Regions from separate parts of the Rattus norvegicus genome. Here region 2 is linked to region 1. A link is a contact called in public Hi-C data. All regions are on one chromosome and are shown on one strand. The core of a region is the stretch at or near the end of the contact, and the rest is flanking DNA. Distances in the headings are between cores, read along the strand shown. Region 1 holds the start of Acox3 (acyl-CoA oxidase 3, pristanoyl). Region 2 has its middle 15 kb from the start of Cpz.

The links. Hi-C and Micro-C count contacts between places; a contact is called where the count stands out from the background.
Region 2: a Hi-C map of liver shows a contact between it and region 1, with 2.1 times the contacts expected there. The contact joins the enhancer-like site here to the promoter of Acox3 in region 1. A contact is called at or near these places in 7 of 12 Hi-C or Micro-C datasets (the A7r5 cell line, Schwann cells, frontal cortex and 4 more).

What each region holds. Positions count from the first base shown.
Region 1 is chr14:79,396,468-79,403,597 of GRCr8, forward strand. Acox3 (acyl-CoA oxidase 3, pristanoyl) reads right to left here and starts at 4,414. Exons shown (of 18, transcript NM_053339.2): 1 at 4,280-4,414. It also overlaps a transcript of Trmt44 not described here.
Region 2 is chr14:79,430,212-79,437,341 of GRCr8, forward strand. No RefSeq gene overlaps it. Among named protein-coding and RNA genes, the nearest start is that of Cpz, 15 kb to the right of the region's middle. Within about 2 kb of position 4,235, at least 16 of the 93 cell types and tissues checked have an H3K27ac peak or open chromatin away from gene starts, as enhancers often do. A contact at or near this core is called in liver, where this site is marked.

The DNA of each region.
Region 1 (7,130 bases), core at 3,164-5,663:
TAGACATACATGCAACCACACATGCAAAATTAAACATTTAAACAAACAATGAAGCTACCACCATGGAGGGCAGAGACACAAATGCCTTATACTGGGTTTGAGACAGCCACATGACTTGTGAGAGGCCAGAAGGCTCTAAGAAGCAAGGCCAGTGACAGGGACCAGTAGGAAGAGACTTTTTTCCCTTGGGGAAACAGGACCAGGCACTGTTGCTTGCTACAAATTCTTGCTTCTAACACAATGCTTCTAATGCTGACAATTATAACTGACTGCACTGGGAGTAAGAATGGCTTCTAACAGTCTGACTTAGAGTTATACTGCTGCGAGCAGACACCATGACCAAGGCAAGTCTTATAAAGGACCACATTTAATTGGGGCTGGTTTACAGGTTCAGAGGTTCAGTCCATTATCATCAAGGTGGGAGCATGGCAGCGTCCAGACAGTCATGGTGCAGGCAGAGCTGAAAGTCCTACCTCTTCATCTGAAGGCTGCTACTGGAAGACTGACTGCCAGGCAGCTAGGATGAGGGTCTTAAGCCCACACCCACAGGGATACACCTACTCCAACAAGGCCACACCTCCTAGTGCCACACATACAAACCATCGCACAATCCTTCCCCAGTTTAAGATATTCAAGACCATACTATAGACCAATGGTTCTCAACCTGTGGGTCTCAAACCCTTTGGGAATCAAAACAACCCTTTCACAAGGGTCTCCTAAGATAACCGGAAAACAGAGATATTTACATTATGACTCATAGCAGTAGCAAAATTACAGTTATGAAAATAAGGTTATGGTTGGGGGTCACCACAACCTGAGAAACTGTATTAAAGGGTCATAGCATTTGGAAGGTTGAGAACCACTGCTCTAGACAGATAACCAAATGTTGGCACCTGTGAGAAGAGCGATTAATTTAATTAATAGCATTTGGAACACCTTCAAGGTCAAAATGAGCTACCTGACTTAATCAGCCTTCTGGCAAAACCAGCCAATAACCGATGGCTGGCAGATAAGACCAACAACTAACAAGCAATTCTCAAACATGAGCAATGGGGGCTGTGCCCATCTAAATGGGTAAGGCAGCACATGAACAGCCTCAGGCAAGCCAATCAACACAGAAGCCTTCACCTTCTGGGATGGTCAAACCTTACAACGTGACTATAAACTTATCTGTGTGTAGCTGAGGTTATTTCCAGAAAGCTTTAACTGACAGAAGACCCAAGTTAAACATGAGAACATCATCCCATGGGCTGCGGGGGAAGGGCTGGCAAGATGGCTAAGCCCTAACGGCTCTTGCTGTCAAGCTTGAAGACCTGGGTTCAATTCCAGGGGCCCCATATAGTGGAGGGCAAGAATCAACTCTCCCAGTTTGTTCTATGACACTCCCCACTACATGCATGTGATGACATGAATAAGTCTCTGCCCCAGAGGATAAATGGATAAAACAGAATTTTTAAAAAGTTTAAGGGGGGGGGGGTGGGTGCAACACAGTCCAGCAGGTAGAAATGCTAGCCATCAAGGCTTATGCACAGAAATTGATCTACATGCATGTTAAGTGAGGGCTGACCCTGACAAGATGCCCTCTGGCTGTATACACACACACACACACACGCGCGCGCGCGCACACATACATACATACTCACACATACATACACACATGTGCACGTGTGTGTGTGCCTATGCATACATGTACACGCATTGGGCTAAAACAAAGTTTCCTTAAGTCATTTCTGTCAAGTATTTTGTCACAGCAACAAGAATAGTAACTAGTGCCCCCATATTTCTTTTTTAAAAATATATTTATGGGGCTGGAGAGATGGCTCAGTGGTTAAGATCCCTGGCTGCTCTAGGAGAGGACCTAGGTTTGATTCTCAGCCCCCACATAACAGCTCACAGCTCCAGTTCCAGAGGATGCCACGTTTTCTGTAGGCATTGCACCCACAGGAATATATATATATAATATTATATATAATGCAGGTAAACACACATAAAATAAGCATATATATGATATATATCATATATATATATAAATCATATGAATATGTATCATATACAAGGCATGGACTATACACCATAATCAAAACACTCCTGGGAACGAGGCAGGAGGATCGGGCATTACAGGCCAGCCTTGGTCACCTAGTGAGTCCAAGGTCAGGCTGAAGGACATGAGACCCTGAGAAGGAAAGGACCCCTTGTACATGTTGTCACTCGCTTCTTAATTAGCATGCCACAATGATTCGTTGAGAAGAAACCACTTTTCTGACAACTGTGGCAAGGACAAGGTTCTCACATATACAGAAATCACCTCCTGGTGGCACAGATCCATGGGTACAAACCAGACCAATCGAACTCTTAGAAGACAGAGGAGAAGCTAACCTCTGTGACTTTAGATTTGCAAAATCACTTCTGATAAGGCCTGTTAGTTACTGTGAATCTCCATTACCAGCCTCACTACATCTATAAACAACTAAAGTGCAAGCCTCTGGTCACTCCCATGAAAGATTTTCTTGTTCAGATCAGTGGAAGCAGGAAAAGCTCCTCTGATAGAGCCTGCCTCCCAGACAAAAGGAAACAGAAGGAAACTTTGCTTTTTGCCTGCTGGCTCTCACTCTCACCAGCAAGTTCATCTACTCTGTTGCTGCGGCACTCCTCCTGCCCAGTATCAGAACCGCTTCTTCAGAATTCCAGCGCAGACTAAAGACCAGGAGCTCCCTGGGAATCCTCAGGACCACAGCCCCAAACTGGGACTGCTGTGACATCCAACCTCATGGACTGAGCAACTACTGGATTCTTGGCCTCTCCAGAGTGAGACAGCCACTGTTCTATTGCCTAGGCCAGATCTGTAAGCCAACCTAATAAATTATATGTACAAATATCACATGTATAAGATGCACACACACACACACACACACACACACACACACACACACACATATTCATTCTACCAGTTCTTTCCCTAAATTATACATATAAAATCACATGTATAAGATACACACACACACATATATATATATATTCATTCTACCAGTTCTTTCCCTAAATTATACATATAAAATCACATATCATAGGCAACGAGAATGGATTTCTTCTTATATTTTTGGTTGTGAGCCTAGCCTTTAACGGCTGAGCCATCTCTCCAGCCCAGTGGATTTCTTCTTAATTAAAAATATCTGTGGGGGGCTGGGGATTTAGCTCAGTGGTAGAGCGCTTACCTAGGAAGCGCAAGGTCCTGGGTTCGGTCCCCAGCTCCGAAAAAAAGAACAACAACAACAAAAAAAATATCTGTGGCAAAGGAGCAAAGTGCTTTGGTCTAGATCCCAGATCCCCACCAGCTCCCAAAGATCCCATGCCACACGAGGTCACCAACATACCCACACTGCCACAAATGAAACAAACACATGCCACAGAGCCAAGTTACCTTTGCTCCGGTCTCTCAATAATACAGTTTACCAATCTGGTGGACTTTGCTTTGCCACCCCGTTTCTCAGAAGCAACTACAACTGGGATACCGGGCATTGTCTGCCACGAACGTTCCTGGGACTCAAATCAGGCACTTGGGATGCTTCCTGAGGTAAGTGGCAGCTTCATTATCATGGTTCTGACACAACTTCCCTCCAGCCTGTTAATCTATTGAAATTTTTAAAAAATTATGAGGCCGTAGTTCTGGTTTGAAGTCCTATATGGATATCCCCAACAGACCAGACCCAAGCAACATAGAGTCATTAACATCATGGTAAGGTTTTCCTCTCTGCTACAGTCTTACAAAAAAGTAGCAGAAAATCGGACCTTCACCAGTCTGTTTCTTGTTTCTGTTCCTCTTTTTGTTCCCATTTTTAAAAGTCAGTGTTATGCTGGACATAATGAACTGGCTTATGGTCCTGACTGATGCCAAGACTGAGACAGGATAGAGTTCAAGGCCAGCCTGGGCAACTGAGACCCAAACGGAGAACTAAGGTCTCCGGTGTAGAGCAGCAGAGCACTTCCTAAGAATTCGCTAGATCAGAGTTCAATGCACTTGAAAAGTATAAATAGTGCTCTGCTCGGGGACAGTGAGGAGCAGACCTCGGACACTATAAACAAATTCAACCTACAACTAACTGTTCTGTCTGTCTTGGGATACCTCTCCGCCGCAGGGCAGAGCCTAATAAACTGAGGTCACCTCGTTTTTCCACTAGCGAGTATGATGTCGGGTAGAGTGCAAACTCTAGCAGTCACCCCAGCCCTGGGCTCCCACAAACCCTGTTCTGTCTGGAATCTCCCGAGCCCGGTAAGTCCTCACCGCCCGGATCCAGCTTGCGGTCGGTCCGTGGTCCTAGTACTGGCGTCGGTCCGGCAAACACTGTTGATCAGGAATGTCCAGACCTCTGAGGGTGGAGCAGGTTGGTGGTGCCGCCCCGGCCCCATCCCGGAACGTGACGTCATCCCTCCCTTGACTCGGGTTGCTGCTGCCTGAAGCCTTGCGTCATCATGCTGCGCCGCGTCGTCGCCAGGGAAACGCAGACGCTTCCAAGAGCTCAGCTCAATGTGGTTTCGGGTTTGGAGATAAAGGATTTCATCCCGGTCGCCTTCTGCCTGGTTAGAGGCCTCGGGCTTATTCAGAAACCGCCTTCCGCAGAGATGTCATGTTTTGGTCCAGGCCTCTCATGGCTCTGGGAGCACTTCCGGGAGAGTTGGACCGCGGCTCCTTTAAAGTGCACTTTACTCAGAATTCCCAGGTGACCTTCCTGCCAGGAACTCCTAAATAGTGCTCTGATTGGCAGATTTCCGAAGAATCTTGTCTCAAGCTCTGCTGGGGGTGGAGTGGAGTAGGGATTGAAGCCAAGTGCAGACAAAGAACCAAATGGTACTTGGTTATTTGCTAGAGGAAGCCGGTTTTCCTTTGAAAGGGACTAAAATGATGGAAAAGGCGTTAGGGGAAAGAGAAAGATGCTGAACTCTATTTCAGAGACAGGTTTGAAGCATTGGGACCAGACACAAGTGGACTCTGCCTCTGTCAGCCGGGGCTGGGAGCTGTTTGCTGAATTGAATAACTACTTTGTCCGTACCAATTATTGCATTTATAGCTCTAACTCAGAACACGCTTTCAGTCACAGGTGTCAGTGGGGCTTTTCTATTGGAAAGTAGGGCATCCTGCACATGCCTCATGAACTCACAGTGGAGAGGACTGACTCCAGAAAGAGATCCTTCAACCTCCAGGAGCATTCCCTGGTACATTTGTGCCTGCACACATTACACAACAACAACAACAACAACAACAACAACAACAACAATAACAATAAATCGTAGCAGTGATAGCAAAGGGAAATGACTGAAGGGATGGGCAGCCTAAAGAATGAAATTGTTCCCACCATAAACACACACCAAATATACTCAGATAAACCATCCTTCCTACCTGGTGTGCAGTTGTCACAGTGCCTCCCATCACCAAGCAGGGGAACCTGACAGCATGGGCAGAAGACAACAGTTACCAATCCTGGATGTTCTGCTCTAGTCTAGTCTAGAAGTTTCCAGAATCAGAGAAGCACTCCTACCCAGTCACCTTCACAGTGCCTGAACAGCTCGTGAAAATGTCTTCTGCCTTGCTAAGCAGTCTGAATGGACATTCAGTCTCCACCAGCATTTACAGCTTGAACTCTGTCATCGCAAAGAGTCCTTGAGTTCGTAGAGCCGTCCAGAATGGTCTGCAAGAATACATGCTATTGTTTTTCCAGAGTTAGAGAGTAACAAGGTACCCATTCATGACAGAATTCATGTATAGCTCACAAATGTTGTCCAAACACAGCTAATAAGAAGTTGTGTTCATGTATTAACATGAGGAAAACATTGCTTTCTTGGGAATTATCAGTTTAGATGAACAGTAGGGAGACCGACTCCCTAAAATTAAAGTTTTCCTTGGGAACAATTAAATTGCTATCTGGGATATGTGAGCCAAGATGGATCATAGGCACATGAACAGATCAGGAGTATAAGGATTGTTATAGGGGTTCTTTGGGTAAACGGGTTCTTACCCCTGAGGATAGATAAAAAGGGTGGTGTCCCCCTGAGGCTGGTGGCAGTTGCTGTACCGGCATCCTTAGGGAAGGAATCTTGTGCAGTGTGGTGATTTTGTTAAGAGGAGAAGGTTACCTAGAATCATCCCCGGGTCTCTGGACTCTGTTTTGTTAAGAGTTTATTGACAAATTAACTTCATTTGATTCTCATTCAGGATTCCCCCCAGGAGTAAGAGTGAGAAGGGACATTTTCAAGCAGTTTTAGGAGCAGGAGGAAGGGTGAGAGTTACAATGGCTGTGGCAGTGGAGTTGGATGGGTGGGAAGAGAACTCTTGACTGTCAGTTCCATGGAGGATAGGGTGTCGTTGCAGTGGGTAAGCATGTAGAGGAAACTTAGAAAGCATGTTCCAGATCCTTCTCACCCTCCCAGTGTGCATTCATCCCCCCCACTCTCTCTCAGCTCTCCCTACCCTGCTTCCACTCTTCAAGTCTCCAATTCTCAGGGCAGGATCAGCAAGTTTGGATCCCATTGCTCCACTCCTTATTTCGTTCTATGGCAACTGGTTAAAGACTTGCCCCAACCCAAGACTTCTCTTGCAATACCAGCACTGTGGGAGCTGAGGTAGGAGGCTCACAAGTTTTAAGGCAGGCTGGCTGACTTAACAAGATCTTGTCAAATCAATCTATCTCAGCTCTGGCCTGGCTTACTTCAAGATCTCTTGGTGGCATCTACCTTTGATCTCCAGCTTCTTTGCAACTCTAAGGCCCCGTTCCTGGGTCTTAAGACACCCCCAAACCTGCGTGTGACAGATAATTCGTTGGTCATCTCAGCGTTGGACCCAGGGGACAATGAGACTGCAGGATGTTGAGGAGAGGAACTAAACTTTGGTAAATTAAACTGTCCTTGTGGGCAGGCTGCTAAAATTTGGAAGGGTTTCACATTACAGAGAAAGAAAGGGGTTTGCCCTTGCCTCATTTCTTAGCTACTTCCCGATATGACTGCCAGAAAGAAGATCCAAGTGCAGTGGCACACAGCTCCAAGGGAGCTGGGGTGAGAGCAGGACTCATCGGACAATGACCTGTCGGTGTATTCAGGAGCCCTGTCAGCAGAACCCACTCCTGCTCTGTGGTTGCAACCTT
Region 2 (7,130 bases), core at 2,985-5,484, 34 kb after region 1:
ATTTGTTACGATAATACATTATAGGGGAGAATCCACAAAACTGCCTTAATAATTATGCAAAAATCTTTGACAAAACAAGAAAAATCAAGAAGGAGGAGCAGGAGGAAGAGGAGGAGAATTCAGATTATTATTGATAGGTGTTTTCTCTCTCCTGGTGACCCAGATATAGATTAGATCAGATTAAAATTAGATAAAGGCAGGTTTATTAGGAGGCAGCTCTCAGGAGGGTTGGCTGATCTCACAGGTAGAGATCAGTGAAGTCATACATCCAGGCTAAAGTGACGGGGTATTATAGAGTTAGGTGAGAGGTGATGACATGCCAGCTAGGAGCTGGGACGGTGCCCATACATGATCAAAAACTGAACCCCTGGGCAGGTACTCTTGGATGGGTTGTCGGAACCGGGGAGACAAGGAGCGATGCCGTGTTAGCCCAGAGTTTTCTCCATGTGGGCAGGGGAGCATTCTCTGTGCGGTGCGGGTTGGAGGAGGGAGGGGAGATGGGGTTTCTGAGCTTGTACAGGGGTTTCACCTAACAATTATGAAGGAGGGAAACTGTCTTTATGGATGTGCAATGTGCTCATCCATGTTGAAGATTTAGTAGAATCTTTAAAAAAAAAAAAAAGGGTGGGGGGTTGGGGCTGGAGAGATGGCTCAGTGGTTAAGAGCACTGACTGCTCTTCCAGAGGTCCTGAGTTCAATTCCCAGCAACCACATGGTGGCTCACAACCATCTGTAATGAGATGTAGTGCCCTCTTCTGGTGTGTCTGAAGACAGCTACAATATACTTACATACATAAAATAAATAAATACAAAAAAAATTTTTTTAAAAGGGGGGGTTGGCCAATTGTAGGATATGTAGGATAGAGACTTCTACATGCTATCATGGGGAATTTGAAATTTGAAGTGGCCATTTAGATTCACATTGGAACTACAGCACCTAGGAGTGAACTTGACTGTAGAGCAGTGTGCACTGCTTTACTGAGAACCATAAGGCCAACCGCTCTTAACCCCTAAGTCATGTCTGTTTGTCTCAGCTTGACTTCTCCCTCCTCCATTACAGCCGCTGCACCCCAGTCTGGTGTGTCCACTTAGTCCCAGGGCCAAGTTCACAGTCATTCCCTGTGGGCAGCCAGATCTGCCTGGGCTGTAACTTACCAGCCAGCATTAGGAATCCTTTAGTGCTGCATCCGAGTTGCTTCTAAAACCTGACTTAAAAATAAGAAATCAGTAGTCCCTGCGTATCCGTGTGTGTGTGTGTGCGTGTGGAGGGGGCAGTCACATGGCAAGGCCCTACTGGGTACCCGAAGCCACAAATAGTCTCAATCCTGTACATGAGCACGGGCACAGGATATGGAAACAGTGAGAAATGACTGACTGGCAGAAGGGTAGTCTGCGTAGCATGGATACTCTGGACAAAGACAAGGTTCGGGAGGAGCAGAGGAGAAAGGGCTGGCTATTGTTTTGGAGCAGACTGACTGTGAGTTGCCAAAGCTGGTAAGAGTGGATGGGTTTTCCTCTCATTCTTGTCCTTCCATCTTCTGGGTCTCAATATTATCGAGCCAAAAAGTGTGGTTAATTCCGACTCTCACAGCACAGTCCACACGACCTTGTGTGGAGTGGGTACTGCTAACCTTACAGATGACACAAGGCACAGATGACCAGGTCTCAGTGACACTGGAGTCTTCACTGAGGCTCTATCTGTGGCCGAGGAGCTGTGTGGCAGAGGGACAGACCAGTGGGCTGTTCCTGAGTGCGCTGAGCCCAGGGGGACTCAGACGCCTCAGAATGAGAGCTGCCAGCCTGTCACCTGGCTTCCCCACAACTCCCTTCAGCCCGGAGGCTGTGGCTCAGGACTTGGTCCAGTACCCACAGTGGAAGGCAGGATGGGTCCCTAAGAGGTTCCTGTGCCAGGACTGGGCCTAGAAAGGAACCAACAGAGCCTCAGAAAGCTAATGGCGATAATATCGAACTTTCCTAACATCGTAGCCTGGGATACCAAGCTGAGCCTGTCCAGTGGTGATCAACGGGTGGGGCAAGGGACACCAGGGCAGCCTTGCAGGGAGCTCTCTGCAGCCTGTGATGAGTCCCCTGCTTTAGCCCAGGGTTGCTGTGTTAGTTAAGAGTCTGGGAGGGAGGAGCATTCCCTTCTAGCTCATCATAGACTTGTACTTCCAGTTGGGGAAGAAGCCTGGGCTTATTCCCACCGTGAACAGGAAGTTCTGGAAGGGACAGCGTTAGCAGGAGTCTGGTGTCCCTGCTAACCCTAGGCTGCTCCTGCAGAAACCTTCCTCACCTCATCTTGTTCCTACTCTGGTTAACAAACACTTGACTGTCCATGGCAGGTCCAAGCCAGATCCAGCACTCACACCCAGAGAGTGCCCAGGATCATGAGAGAAGTCAGCAGGGCCACTGCATAATCTGTGGTTGCTTATGAGACCTTCCCACAGGCCGAGAGAGACCCATGTACAGAGGGCTACATAGTGTGCAATGAACTTGGATCTATGTGGGGTTGTCCTGTGGTGCCTTTATGGATAAGGAAGGGGAACAGAGAAGTTGCTGGTTAAGGAGGTTCTCAAAGGAGAGTCTCACTTACACTGAACATTCTATGACATTGAATGACTCCTTAGAACTGTGGCTGTCCAGAGTTGGAATGATGCCAATCCAGGCCTATATCTTGGATTATCACAAGTCCCCTTAATAACCATCCATGGCCTGCACCCATGTGATCCATCATCGTTGTCACTATCAGGCAAATTTGGAGCCACAAGCAGACCCCTAGCTTCCATCAACTCAAAGACCAAGACACCCAAGGCCTGCACCAATATTCCCAATCTGCTATAACCCGGTGCTCCCAGCAACAGATGTGAAGTGGCTTCCTTGTTCTATAAGTTTTTGTTGTTTCTATAAAAAAAAATTTCAGGAAACTGTTACCTCACTGGGATACGATATTTTAGGGCAACCCCAATCTATGTCCCTGGGCCATAGTCGTTCACATTTGAATAGATTATCTCTTATCACCTTTGAGGCAGGAGCTGGGCTTCTTGCCCACCGTCTCACACAGTTATGAGAGAAGTAGCATTCAAGTTCTGCTGACTGACCCTGCTTTGTCTGTGGTTTTGTGTTTGCTGTGGACAGAGGGGGATGGAGAGGAAGTGGGAGGCCAGAGGAGGTCAGACATGGGCCTCCCCAGGAGCTGAGAGCAGACAGCAAGGTTTTGAGGGTTGAATAGGAGTTAGTTAGGGAGAGGAGGAGAGAAGAACATTCCAGGTTTCTAGTGAAGAGACTGAGGTAACGCTTATACGGACTCCATTTTGTGTTTACCCCGCCCATGACCGTCACTTCTGCCTTGGCAACACACTGGAGATTTCCGTGGCCATGGCCTTGGCCATGGTCCAGGTGTATTAGCCAAAAATAATCAGCAAGTTATGCCATAAATAATTACTACGCTCCGCCAGAAATGAGCGTTTCAAGGTTATTCTAACCCTCATCTGATGCTGATATATCTGTGGTTTTTGCCTTTGAAAACCTGTACCTCTGAACTTAGGCACTGAGAGACTTTACGGTGTTTCAAGCCACTCTTGGACTGACCATGAAGAGAAAAGACGTTAAACTCTTAATTGTCTTAATCAGTGTGGTTGTCGATAACTACCCCGTGCGTATCCTTACGCTAGTTTGATAGTTGCCCTGGCTTCCTCTCCCATCCAGTCTGCATTCTGGTACATGGGCTGGAGTTATTGCTGTCCTGTGGACACTGCACATGGGACAGTCACTTTTTACATCAGGCCAAGAAGAACAAACTCTGGGTGGATCAAAGCTCTAACTGTAAGAGCTAAAATCAAGTGTTCAGAAAGGTGCGCTGGGAGCTGAAGAGAGCTCCGCTGTTAAGAGCATGCTCTGCTCTTGTAGAGGACCCAGGTTCTGTTCCCAGCGTGAATGTGGTGCTCACAACCAATTGTACCTCCAGTTTCAGGGTATCTGATACCTCTTCTGGCCTTCTTGGGCACTGTGTACACATGGTGACCATATATACATGCAGACAGACACTCAATGCACATGAAATAAAAATAAATCTAGAAAGGTCCATTGCAGAAAGTTCTTACAATACTGACTCAGAACACAGTTTCCCTTCCAGTATCTCAATGACATTTTTCAGCACTTCCCTACTGTAGTGAATCCTCCAAGACAAGCACACAGGCATATCTGGATTGCACAATGCCTGTCACACACACGGCTTGGGACAGGTCCAAGCACAGAGCCACAGTACACTTGTAGAGAGCCAGAGAACGTGCAGCTCCCCTCCCCCGCCATGCTCCTCAGCAATCTCCTTGTGCCTTGGGGAGGAGAGGATGGAGGGAGGCCTGACTCTGGCACCCCACAGTGCAGGGTCCCACCGGTGTGGCTCCAGTTCACACAGAGTTTACAGATGGGTCTGTTCGTGTGTTGTCCATTTTGGGGCCACAACAAAGGCAGAATCAGTGTGAACACTAGAGGTCTCACTTTGTTGCACGGTTAGTTACTGGAAATCCTGTTGCAACTCCTGCAGCTTCTGTGTGTGTGTGTGTGTGTGTGTGTGTGTGTGTGTGTGTGTGTGTGTGTAAAACCCCAAAGGAGCAAGCTTGTGATTTAAGGAAACTTTTAGTTGCAAAGCCACATCTGGCCTTAGCTTGCCAGCCTCTGTTTACTTCAGTGGAGCTCTGTGCTAAAAAAAAAAAAAAAAAGTTGCAAACTCACTTGCTTTGCTAAGAGAAAACTTGCTAGCCCTACAGAGAGTGCCAGGGGTGAGTGTGGAGATGCGATACTGGCATCAGAGGTGAGGAAGGCATTGGCCCAGGTCAGCTTGGTGGGATGGAGATTCCAAGGAGGGATATACCTAGGTGGCACAGTTTAGGGCTCTTCCTCATGGAGACTTTCCCCCACTTCCAGGGTCCCTGAAGTTGTGGGAGAGACCAACCCAGGGTCCCAGCTCAGAGGCCCTCCTGTGCAGGGAGAACTCAGGACAGTGGGAAAGATGCATTTCGAAGGAGGTTCAAGAATGTGCTGGGTAGGAAGTTATTTTCTGTGAAGTTCAAGGGTGCCTTGTGGAATCCAGAACATTCCAGTGTGAGGAATGTGGATTTGGCCGTCCGGGCCAGCAGCTGGAAGCCTCTGAGAAGGCCAGCCTGAACTGAATTCCTACACAGTTCAGGATCAAAGGCAGTGGGGCAGTCTGCAGTGTCCAGACTGCTGCAAATCAGGCAGACAGGTCAGGGATGCAGAGCACCACATGGAGGCCATCAGTGAGGGCAGCTGAAGCCCTTGGCACCTCCTGGCCCTGTACCTCCTCTGTCTCCCAAGAACTGTGTGCTGGGCTTAGATGTTCCACCCCAGTCTCTTAGGTGGTTGGGGACAGGCACTTGGGGACAAGTTCATTCACCTTTGCCCTTAGGGCCAGCACAATCGGAGAAAACTCTCTGCTTCATGAATGTCCCTGAACTCCGGACTCTGTCCCCTCAGATGTTTCCTTGTTTCTGCACCACAGAAGCAGAGAAACTGCTGTCATGTTACTGTGGCCATGTGTGTGTTTGTCCCCTACGCCATGGGCCACATCGTAGTCTTGCCAAAGGCATTTGATTTTACGTAAACATTTACTTATTTTCGAGAGTCCCAGTACGGACGTGTACACAAATTCCGCAGTCCGTGGGTGCAAGTCAGAGGACAACTTGCAGGATTTAGTTCTCTCCTTCTATTTAGAGTCCCAGGAATCGAACTCATGTTGTCAAGCTTGGCAGCAAGCATGTTTACTCACTGAGCCATCTTACTAGTCCACCAAAGGTGTTCTAAACAGCCACGGGACATTCTTTCTTGGCTGCTAATGAGAAATAGGGTAAATGGTGCAGACAGAAAGACATGGGAAATTGAGGGGGGGGAGAAGAAAGGGAGCCCCTCATCCCTGAGTCGGACTGAAGTCTGTCAATGGCTGAGCATCAAGACAGGCAGCGTCAGCATCACCTGCTGTGAGGGCGGCCAAGCGGTCTGTTTTTTAAGAATGTAAAACCACGGTAGATGGGGCCTGCCTGAGCTCCATGGCTTCTCTGTGTCCCAGCAGCCCTTGCTAGGAATCACACCAGTGAGCCCATTTACAGAAAAGATGAGTCTGAAGTCCCTTGTGGGCTCTGGTGACCCATGGTGTCACCGTATCAGATTGTAGTTCCCCCAGAGCCACTTGGCAAGAAGAAGGAGAAAGGAAAAGAAAGACATTTCCTAGCAACTCATTGCTAATGCCGAGGCACTTAACCAGGAATGGCCAGAGAGGCCGGTGCTCACGTTCACGTTCCTCCTATTAACACCGGTATCAAAAACCTAGGTTCAGAATGTCGTTTTTTAGTGATTTACTTATTTTTATTTTATGTATATTGGTGCTCTGCCTGCGTGTGTGTCTGCGTAAGGGCATCAGAACCCCTGGAACTGGAGTTGCAGACAGTTGTGAGTTGCCATGTAGGTGCTGGGAATTGAACCCAGGTCCTTTGGAAGAGCAGCTGGTGCTCTTAACTGCTGAGTCATCTCTCCAGCCCCTATCTCTTTTTAAACATATATATTTATTCATCCATTCATTCATTGTGTGTGTGTGTGTGTGTGTGTGTACAATCATAAGTGTATTGTATGTGTGTACAATCATGAGTGTGTGTGTATACAATCGTGTGTGTGTGTGTGTGTGTGTGTGTGTGTGTGTGTAGGTCAGAGAATACCTTGAGGAAGTTGGTTCTTTCCTTCTACCTTATGGAGAGGACCATATCCTATCCATTGGAATGTCCTATCCATATGGGGTACTGTATCATGTGCCTGTTACCCCAACACTGGGGAAGCAGAGACAGGCAGACCTCTGAGGCTTATCGCTTAGTTAGCCCAGTTCATTTAGAAAATTCAAGCCCTGTCTCAAAAGCAAAAGGTCCATGGCTCCCGAGGAATGAGATTATCTCTATTGCCTCCACTAGCAACACACACGCGTGCGGATCTATACACACAAGCATAAAGCACTCATTCACGTCACATGCACCAAGCAAGCCGGCGAGCATGGGGGAGGGGCAGGACCTCCTGAGGATCCCATGAGAAAATGCGCATGAAATCAGAAACCTAAGACCCAGTAATAAGCT